2 separate regions of the Mus musculus genome follow, and region 1 is linked to region 2. A link is a contact called in public Hi-C data. All regions are on one chromosome and are shown on one strand. Each heading gives the region's core, a stretch centred on a gene start, on an enhancer-like site or on the middle of the called end of the contact. The rest is flanking DNA. Distances are from core to core; before and after follow the strand shown.

Region 1 (5,971 bases), core at 1,105-3,604, 320 kb after region 2:
TCAATGTCCCAGTGTAAAGGAATTCCAGACCAGGAAGGAGGGAGTGGGAGGGTGGGTGGGGAAACACCCTCATAAAAGCAGGGGGTGGGAGAATGGGATGGGGGTTGTCATAGGAGGGAACCAGAAAAGGGGTAACAATTGAAATGTAAATGTAAATAAAGAAAATATCCAAGAAAAAAGAAGAAAAAAATTCTTCTATAAGAATTGCCATGGTCATGGTGTCTTTCTTTACAGCAATGGAACCCTACCTAAGACAAATGTACGAAAATTTATTATTTTTTATTTTAGAACTTAGAGGTATGGAGATATGGAGATATATATCTGCATTTGTTAAGAATAATTCAATTGTACTCCTGCTGTCTGACCCCTTGAAATAACAAATTGTACCACCCTTATTCTCCCCACTAAAAATATGTTCTACCTTGGAAGAAAATGTATATGTTCTTATTTTCATACTAATTCCAGTGTGCAATTTATGTTGAGTGTCAAGGTCTATATTTTAATTGCAAAAAAAAAGTTTTAAAAATGGGCAACTTGGGTTCTCATAAGAAAGTAGACACAAAAGGCTGTAAACATTTTCAATAGAAATAAGAAGGTGGTATTCTATTGTGAATAGAAGCAAGACTGTACAGATTGTACGAGATCCTGTCTTTGCCAGAAAGACATCAGTATGCATCTGACACTTGGTTGGAGATCTTCAATGAGAATTGCTGGTCTCTGTTCACTGTGTTTTCCACAGAGCATATGAATTATATGAGAGAATAATGAAGCTGTCTTATAACTAAGAAAACACAGCTGAAGGGTTCTGGCTTCTGAGCTCCATCCCAGCCATGCCTCAGAGCTATTTGTTCCATGGTGCTAACTTTATCTTTATTCTATTTTATGGTTTCTGTGATTGAGCGTTGTGTTTTTGCTTCTATGTGAGCAAATGTGTACAGCTGTGTGTGCATGTCTACCACTATTCCCCTTATTCTTTTGAGACAGGGTCTCTCACTGAACCTGAAGTGCGGTTGGAAGGCATAGCAATTCCTTGGCCCCTACCTGCTGAAGTTTGGTGTTATAGGTGCGTGCAACCAAGCCATCATCATTACATGATGCTGGAAATTTGAACTCCATTCCCTAGGCTGGGCAACAAATGTTGTTAAGCCCTAAGCAATCTCTCCTGCCTCAGCCAGTTGTCTTGTCTATCCTCTACAAAATAGGGGAAATAATTTATATATTTTAAAATCATGTGATATTAGCAGGATTCTTAAGAGACTTCCACAATTTATGTATTCCAAAAACGTATTACATACCACTCACATATTAGTCTCAACTTCCTGATAAAATAAGTATTCTCTGAAAATTTTTCAAAGAACAAGAGAGATGAGCAACACAGAGAATATCAGTTCCTGACGTTTGCTTTTGGCATTAGTACTGATCACATAACAAAATGTTATGTGACCAGAGGACCATCCATCCATTTCAATGTTCAGCAGAAGCCAGTGCCACTTATGTTACATTTTATTAGCTACATACAAACTATCCATCCATCCATTTCAATGTTCAGCAGAAGCCAGTCCCATTTATGTTACAGTTTATTAGCTACATACAAACAAAGAGTCTACCTATACATAAATATTGTATTTATACAATGCTTTAGCATGCCATGGACATTGTGTTTAACTCTGCTTTCTGTGCTACTAGTTGAAACTGTAGGGCCATCAAGTCATGTTGACACAAGTGAGCAGTGAAACAAAAGAATTAGACTGGCTATAACCTTGCTTCATGGCATGAATAGACCAAGCTTCTTTTCTCTTCAGCCTCCAATCCTGAGTTTTAATGAGAAGTCCAAAGGTCAATTACTTTTGACTGCTTACACAGAGAGAAAACTGATATCTAGGAAGACTTGCTTGTACTACTCAATCTGCACACACAGCAAATTGGATTTCTATTTATAGAGAATGTTTTTAATTCGTATTTGAAGTATGCACTTAAATTGGACATGTATAAATACTTAACAGATGTGATATTTTATACCTTAAAATTCTAAACATATTTTCCTCTCATTTGATGAATTCTATCCCATAGCCTTGTTTACATGTTTGCTATTTTAGTTCTGTGTAATTCTAGAAATAACTAGTTTCAGACGGTTATGGTTTAGTGAACATGGGGAATTGCTTTAGCTAAAATTATTGTTGCTTGTTTCTAAAACTCCTACAGAATAAATCTATGGTCTTTGGAAAAGCCGAAGTTATTTCCAATGACACATACTATTTGCTGAAAGCTTACGGTAGGCTGACTCACACATCTTTGCATTGCAGTTAGATTAAAATACTATAGCTTTGGCTGAGGGGTAGATGTGTCACGAGCGATTCTGTGGCTTAACAGTTTATTTTGATAGCAGAGAGAAAGTTTGCTTAATTACAGGAGGCTCCTTATTGGTTCTGAAGGAGGAAAAATGTCATCTCAACGTTGATTTCTGTGGAAATGAATCATGCAGCCGTGCCGTGTTAACTTCATGTCTGTCTCCATCTCTCTCTCTCTTTTTCCTGTCTCTTTTAGTTAATCTGAAGGTTGTCACCTCAAATAATGTCTGATGTCTGGCTCTAGGCTATTTGTGGATTTATCCTACCCAATGTGTGTCACTCATCTTTGTTTGGAATTGACAACATTCATCCTAGCAACCTGCCTTTGCGTCTTGCTTCTCTCACATTGGATATTCTGTACAGGTTATAATGGACTGTAGCAAGAAGACCATGATTAATGCTGGCGATCATGAGCCCATAGATGTACAGTAAATTGGAAATTCTTGACATGAATTTATCATCCAAAAAAGTATTTTCAGCACTTACTTTGTCCATATTTTATTGTGCCCATGCTATCTCCTCCTGTGATGCCTCTTAAAAGAAACAGTACAAAGTTCGAGTGTTACTTCCCATATGTCTACTCTCTGTGCGGAAGCTGGAGATTTTAGAATTCTTCCAAAGGTGAAAAAAGATGACATGCATATCCAAATGATTGTAACTTTTACCTTAATTTCTTTTGATTCTCTTAAAATATGATAGATACCTTGATTAACAGATCGAAGGAAAAAAAACTTAAAATGGATACCAGCTTTCTACTGTCTATTTAGGAATCAAATAGTTTTGGCTTTCATCTGAAATGAATGGTCATGCATAGAACTCAGCTGAGAGAGCTTTGGCGCCTTGGGAAGTGCAGACCTTGGAAAACCCTTGTATTTAGGTTTATCTCACCTAAATAACTAAGCCTTCTTACCTTCAACATTATTCAAAGGTATTATTCTCATCATTGGTGGCGTGTGAACACATGGATATGAGTGTGCACTATCTCCAAACGGTAATGCACATTTACCAAGGAGGGGACCCTTTCACAGAATGTGTATTTGTATGCATGTGTAAGGGAAGAAACATTTTTATCAGTTGATTTGAAATAATAATAAGGGGATATTCTATGAACTATCACAGAATATTTTTGTTATTGTTATTTTCTATTACAGAAGCTCCCAATTTCCTGAATTTTACTGTAAAAAGAACCTAAAATCTAATAGGATGAAGCAAATGGTTTTAAATGTTCATTGCCAAGGGTATCGTATCAATTACTGTTAAAAACAACCTAATTAAGAAAACCACAGTTCTCAGCAATAATAAAAATAAATGAAGTTTGAGCTGCCTTTTTTTTATTTAGAGAAACTAAGAAAATAAGCTTTTCTCATGGATGTTAGGAAAATTGATTTTCAAGACAAATTCTAGTTTGAACAAATTTAATCCATTTTTTTTCTACATCCCCTTGTGGGTACCCATTACCCATCAGGTAAAAGCCATCATTCTGCATAATCATGTGCAAAATTCAGGTGCTCACCCATCAAAGAAAGAAATTATTTTAAACATATTAATTTAATAAAGCAGAATAGCATAATTTTAAAAGTTTTTATTTCTTTTGAAAATTTTTCAATTAAGAGAGTTCAAAGATTACATCTCATCCTACAATTTCTAAGTTTTATGCAAATTCACAAAACTTAGTAGGTTCTTGTTATAAGTTGGATCAAGCTTATATGTGGAAGTCCTGGTCCTTAGTGCCTGCTCAGGAGTGAAGTTTTAAGAAAATGATTACATCATGGGGTCTCTGATTTAAGCAGCTGATAGAGACATAATATGATGGTATTTTTGGTAGGTGGTATAATTCAAGTGAGGACTAGTGAAGCCTGGAAGAGTAGGCATTGGAGGAAAACAAACTCTGGAATGGTATATTTTGTCCCTAGTCCCTTACTCCCTAGTGGTCTCTGTTCCCTGGCTGCCATGAAGTAAGCTGCTTTCCTTTGTATGGTATCTCTGTCTTTGCCATAGACACAAAACAATGGAGTTATCCAACTCTGAACTAACTTCTGAAACTGTAAGCCCTCCCACCTTTAAGCTGATTTATCCTGATTATTTTGTCACACTGACAAAACATAAAAAGTTTTGATAAGTTTTTAAGTGACTTAATCTCTGATAACTGCACACTATTGGGAGGAGAGTAAAATGACTGCCACTAAACCCGGACACTATTGCACAATGCCAGAAAAATTTTGCTGAAGGGACCCTGGTATAGTTGTCTCATATGAGGCTATGCCAGTGCCTGGCAAATACAGAAGTGAATGCTCACAGTCAGCTATAAGATGGAACACAGGGCCCCCAATGGAGGAGCTAGAGAAAGCACCCAAGGAACCAAAGGGGTATGATGCAACCCTATAGGTGGAACAACAATATAAACTAACCAGTACCCCCAGAGCTCGTGTCTCTAGCTGCATATGTAGCAGAAAATGGCCTACTTGGCCATCACTGGGAAGAGAGGCCCCTTGGTCTTGCAAACTTTATATGCCCCAATACAGGGGAATGGCAGGGCCAAGAAGCAGGAGTGGGTGGGTAGGGGAGCAGGGTGGAGGGAGGGTATAGGAGATTTTCAGGATAGCATTTGAAATGTATATAAAGAAAATATCTAATAAATAAATTAAATAAATAAATAAATAAATAAATAAATAAATAAATAAAGAAATAAATAAAAGAAAAAAGCAAAAAAAAAAATCTACTGATTCTGAAGATGAACCATGTCATTTCAACATTGATGAATTACATGAGCTACTACTTTTCTCACCACAGTCTGTCTCTATCATGATCAAAGAATACCATGATCTAAATGGTCAGTTTTCTTCACTTTTCAAGGAAAACAGTATTTCTATAACTGAATTAGTCACTGCAAGAAGAGCCAATATGGCTTTGAGCCTGAAGCTTTGCCTAAAAAGCCAACCATGCTCATAATCTACAGGCAAAGGGCATATCATAGATACTTTCTCAAGACAGGCAATAAATGCATGAATTTCAGAGCTTATTTTTATTACTTGTTCCTTCATGTCCATAAGTAAATAAATGAATAGATAGATAGATAGATAGATAGATAGATAGATAGATAGATAGATAGATAGATAGATAGACAGATAGACAGATAGACAGATAATCAGACAGACAGATGGACCTGTTTATTCACTAGCTGAATATGGAGCTATAAACATGCTGGCTTCTTGACTATACAGCTTTCATGTTGTTTCAAATGTTAGAGCAACATGGAAAATAATGAATATATCCTCTGCAGCTAGTGGCAGAATATTGTGGGGCAAGTGGCTTGTGCCACCAGAGAGAAGAACTGGCAAGACTGAGTCCAAACCCAAGTAGGAGTGGGGCCAACTCCCTGCCTAACTCTACCTGCTCTGGAACAAGTAGAACCTACTGAGAGGACCATGAGACTCTGTCATGTAAAGAAAACACCTGAAGTCCTTCCCCATGCAAATAGAGCATGACTGGCTTCTCAAACTGAGCCAAGGCAAAGCATCTACAACTGAATCCTACTCAACTTCTCAATGTTTATAAAGTCCAGATCCACATGGAATAAAGAGCACAAGCTATTTCACCAAGAATCATCTGAGAGTGATTGTTTT
Region 2 (5,376 bases), core at 1,080-3,579:
GCAAGAACAACACTTAGTTCTTATCATTAAACATGGAGATGTGCCTTATATAACGAGAAAAAACCCTCTCATCTTCTAAACTTCAATGCTTAATGTTTTGTTATTTGGGTTCTAAGAAACACAATCTTCTCTTAAGGAGAAACGATTTTTTTTAATAGTGATGGCTGATGAGGAAGACGACAAGTGATTTAGCTCTTGATGGCCTTCATAGCGCAAGAACTCTCGGAATCAGCACTGCTTCTGGGCTTTTGCTGAGGGAACTTAGTAGCTGATGAAAATAGGGGGTTAGTAGCTAACAACCCATTGTTTCACTGGATTTAGAATTGGAAAGCACACCACAATCCAGAATCAATCTTCTACTGATTCTGTAGTTCTTCCTCAAAATGCATGGGGATTTTGGTGTTGAATGTGGACAAAATTTATGATCAAACTGGGTCTTTTATTTCTCCAGAAAAAGCTTATGTTTTGCAAAGGAGTGCTTCAGCCAAGAAAGTTCATGGTAGCCCATTCTGTAATGCCAGAGCCCTGCCAGCAGATGGCAGTCACACCACACTGCGTTTTGGCAGTAGGCACTTAACACCAGGAGCCGGTCTTTACCAGGGAGGCTTGCGGAGTCCATGCCTTGGCAGCGAGGCTGATTTACATGGAGATGAATTCCAGGACCCACTGTAGAAGCCTGTGAATTTGGCCTTGAAGTTGAGGATATTCTTAGCTGGAAAAGGCAACAAAGCTCAGTTAAAACAAAACAAAACACCTCCTTAAGTAAGTCTGTCAAAATGAGCTATGAGGTGAACGGCTCAAGGTCTTGGGCCTATGCTGAGCTTTGATTCACGGGCACATGGATCAATATAATCACAGTTAAGGAGTTGGCATGCAAAAATGACGGTTTTTGTCAGGCTGGAAACCCCTGACTGAGTGTTGTATTTTCAGGAGGATTGACTGAGGTTGGAACGTGCCTGGGTCGGGTTTTTGGGAACCAGAAGAAATTCAAAAGTGAAATTCCCAGTCTTGGAAGAGTTAGGGATTCTATACAACAACAGCTCGACTCCCATCACACGGTTGAAGCTCTGTATTGTAGCTTTTTTTTTAACGTTGTTATCATGTGTCCCAGGGGTCCCCTAACCCCGAGCCCACCCCAGCCAAGTCTTTACTATCACAGCTCATCTTGTTGGGTCATTCTCCTTTATCCAACTACTTGTTTTTATTTTCATTTTCTTGAAGATAAATGACGACTTTGGGATACGTAGATAGTCTAAATCGGCGTTTTCAACATGTGAATCACAACCCCTTTGGAGGTGGTGTGACCTTATCACGGGTGTTACCTAAGACTACAGGAAAACACAGAGATTTCCATCACAATTCTTAACAGTAGCAAAAGTTACAGTTATGGAGTAGTAACGTGGCTGAGCGTCACCACAACATGAGGGGCTGTATTAAAGGGTCACAACATTAGGGATGCTGAGAACCACTAGAATGGAAACAAGAGGTCAGCTCCATTTCTCAGGGCTGCTGCTGTTATTATTTGTTGCTTTTGTTTTATTTTGTTTTGTTTTGTTTTATCTGAGCAGGAGGTAAATTTTGTCTCTGTCCATGTTTGGGTTAGTATGTATGGGAACTGTATGGGAACAGGGCTTGGCTGAGGGAAAACAGCCACCGTCCCTTGTTAGAGAGATGTCATATGCGTCATAAAAACTGGATTTACGAAATGTTATTTTTCTCAGGGAAATATTGAAACTGCAGTTGCCATGGAATAACACGGTGACAGAAATATGTGCAGCGATTTGATGAAACTATAGATTAAATCACAAAAACATAAATAGAAGTGCTAGCAGCCCCCTGAGGCCTCTGCTGATCCTGTTTCCTGTGGAAGGTTTACCTTCTGTCTCAGGACCTGGGGTAGATGCTTATCCAGCCACATGGAGAAGAGCTGGAACAGATGTGTCCTCGGTGACCAGGACAGACAGAGACTAGGTGGTGAGAACACTTTACTAGAAGTACAATCTGAGCATCAACATTCACAGAAAATTAAAGAAAAAAAAAACTAATGGAAATGAATAAAATTTAATCAGCCTTTGAATATTTATCTTGCCCAGAAATTCATGTATTGGATATGAAACAAACAAACAAAACAACAACAAGGAAACAGAAACCAAACCCACCAAACATCATAAAAAACCCAACCAACCAACGAACCAAACAAACAAGCACATAAACCTACTTTTTCTGTTCTAATTTCTGGGCATTTGCTGTGACATCAGCGTCAGTTGAGTTTCGAGAATATGCAGGCACGCTTCAAATGAGCACGCTTAGTCATTTCCTCTTGAAGACAGGATTCTTCGTGGATGTTAATCGAGGAAACCCCCAGCTGCAGAGCTGGCCTCTAACTCATGTGGGCTCATCTATTGCCTTCTTTTTCAACAGGGGATGCTTTATGGTTCAGAATCCTTCAAGCTTCCTTCAGGATCAATCCAGACTTCGAATTCCCATGATGTTACACATCTCTGCATTTAAGCAATATCTTTCAGACAAAGAAATAGCTATGTGGGTTTTGTTTTCTAAATTTCATTTTTTTTTTTTTGTCCTGCTATACAGGCATAGGCATGAGAAAGCAGAAGGAAAATATTTACAAACATCCAGAATTGATGTCCTGGCATGCCATAACACAGCTAAACTCGCTATAATAAACAGTTGAAGAGTGATGCATGAGCAGAGCTGTGGCGCTTACTCAGTGTGTGAGAGGAACGCACTGTGCAAGTACACAAAAAGGGAAGAAACCAAGAGAAATAATCAAGATGCCAGGTCTACACTGTGAGAAGAAATGTAAGCAGGATGCCTGAAGGCTCTGGTCTGTTTCTCCTAGATCTACACGGTGGCTCTCAAGCATAAGCTAAACATAAGATTAAGTTTACCGAATGTAAAAGGAGCTTACAGTAAGATTTCTGCTACAAGTATTTTCAAGGAAAATGTTTACTCTCAAAATATTGAGAAGTGATAGAATTAAAACTAAATAAATGATTATGTGAACATGATGTGATTTTTAAAAAAGAATCTACTGCAAAATGTAGTTTTAATAAAACTTTACCAGTTTTGGCCTTAAGTGTTGATTTTTTCTAACATTTATATATATCTTATTTACTATAAAAATTTTGTGTCAGTAAAGTTGATAATTTTCCTCCAACAAAATATCACAGAACAGATGGACAAAATAAAATCCCTATGTTGTTTATTTAACATACATATATGAAGAAAATTAATTTTGAGAAAATATTAAAAATGTGTATAGGTTGAAATAGAAATGGAAACTACGACTTTATTATTATCAATTTATTAGAGCAATATGTGGGTATGTTTTTCCTCTAAAAACTGCAATAATGTAATGAAGCAATTAGCTAATTACTTTTTCTTATATTTATGCTTATTTTATTTTTGAAGCAAAACAAGGCATTGTTTATAAATATTACATAGACGAGAGGTGGGCAGATAGCCAGTTGACAATGTTCTTACTGTGCAACCATAAAGTCCTGTGGTGAGGTACCAGCAATCACGTAAAAACCTGGTACTACACTGGGTGTCTGAAGTCCCAGTGCTGGGCATGTGCAGAGGGGAAATCCTGGGTTTGCTGATTACCTGGCAAAACCATAAAACAGCTCCAGTTTCAGGAAAAGATGGTACCTCCAAAATAAGAGGTATAAGAGGTAGAAATGATGGAGAAAGATGCCAAGTGTTGACTTCAGGTGTACATACACCTGTATACACAGGTATAAAACACACACACACACACACACACACACACACACACACACCCCAAAACATAAATAAAATTGAAAACAAAAATTCTGAAAATGTAAAAGGATTACTCTAGTACTATTCTCTAATAAATACTGTTTTTTTCTTTTCTTGCCATAAAAGTAACCAGGAATAACTTTCTCAGGCTGAGCGAGTCCTGTTAAAATGGTCTTCCCATGGCTAGAGACATGACCAAGACATTAAGAACAGTGGCCGCTCTTCTAGGGAGCTTGTGTTTGATTCCCAGTATTCACATGGTGGCTTCAGTGACAGGCATCTATCTGATGCCCTCTTCTGGCCTGCAAGAGCTCTAGTCTTCCATGTAGTGCACAGGCATACATCTAGGCAAAACACTCATACATATAAACTAAAATCAAAATTAAAAAAAAAACAATTTAAAAAGTGGTTTTCCATAGGTCAATCAGGGTAGGTAGACGATGCTGTTACATTTATTACACTTACTAACCACAGTGGGCTTGACTGTGCTAGAGTACCAAAGTTCAGCCACCATGTCTTAACCCAGTTAAAATAATCAGCGGTGCTATGCCAAATTCCTGATCAGAAGTGAGGTGGTTCAGCAATTAGAAGCTCAGAGACTCATTGTCTTGAGTCTATTGTTATGCCATTGGTTCAAAGTTGCCCCAGTACATCCAGTTGTAGATAGAAGATGAAAATTTGGGCATGTGAGAATGCGTGACAATTGCATGGATAGGCCTTTACATAAGCCATACCACTGCAATTTATGTTCAGATGGTCAAATCCAACATATGCTAACTGCCAAGAACATAGAGAAATACGGTTATGCACTGCACTGAAAAGGGGACAATTTGGTGACTCTCTCCCTCAGTTGTGTTCAGGCTGCTTTCTCTACACTCCCTACTGTTGGGGTAGGTTTCAAGCCATGTCTCTGTATCTCTTGCTGTTTCCAACTACTCATCCCAGTTCTATTGAATAGTCATTGATAGAAAACCATCAAGCAAATCAACTGGCCCTGGGAAGAGCAGGATATTAAGGTTTTCTGAATGTACTGCTGCAGTGGTGGGAATAAGAACGGACAGTCTGAAACAATTAACAACTAGTTTTCTCACCAACTTAACATTTCCTTTCTCACACTCACAGCTGTTCCTGGAACCCCTGAATATCTTTGTGCAATACCAATGCTCCGATTACCAGAATCAAAAGGCGTCACAAAAGCAAAGTTGGAGCTCAATCATGTTTTGAACACAGAGTGTCGTTTAGAGAGATCAAAGCTTAAGCCCTGGAATGCAAGGCTGCTATACCTGCTCAGCTCAATGCCTCTGAGTCATGCCATCTTCTGTGTTCATATAGACACATACTTTTTACATTGGTCTTAACAGTTAACTTACTCGTTTAATACTCAGTGTTGAGAATTATGAAATCTATGATACTTATGAGAAGGAAAGACTTCTTACTCTATAAAATTACAGGAAAATAGTTCATTTAAAAATGTAGAAAGGGACATAAATTTTGTATCTAAAGATACATGTATAATTTTATTTTACTACCTCAGGATAGGCTTAAGACCTCCCAAAGATAATCAAGTCAAATATCTACAAGTCAGTCTCCAAA

What was found. A called contact is a pair of places that touch in the nucleus more often than the background predicts.
Region 1: a contact with region 2 is called in a Hi-C map of embryonic fibroblasts, with 3 times the contacts expected there. The contact joins two enhancer-like sites. A contact is called at or near these places in 3 of 484 Hi-C or Micro-C datasets (cumulus cells, embryonic fibroblasts and embryonic stem cells).

Annotation. Positions count from the first base shown.
Region 1 is chr15:54,384,722-54,390,692 of GRCm38.p6, forward strand. No RefSeq gene overlaps it. Among named protein-coding and RNA genes, the nearest start is that of Colec10, 23 kb to the right of the region's middle. Within about 2 kb of position 2,355, at least 28 of the 459 cell types and tissues checked have an H3K27ac peak or open chromatin away from gene starts, as enhancers often do. A contact at or near this core is called in embryonic fibroblasts, where this site is marked.
Region 2 is chr15:54,069,637-54,075,012 of GRCm38.p6, forward strand. No RefSeq gene overlaps it. Among named protein-coding and RNA genes, the nearest start is that of Samd12, 170 kb to the left of the region's middle. Within about 2 kb of position 2,330, at least 24 of the 459 cell types and tissues checked have an H3K27ac peak or open chromatin away from gene starts, as enhancers often do. A contact at or near this core is called in embryonic fibroblasts, where this site is marked.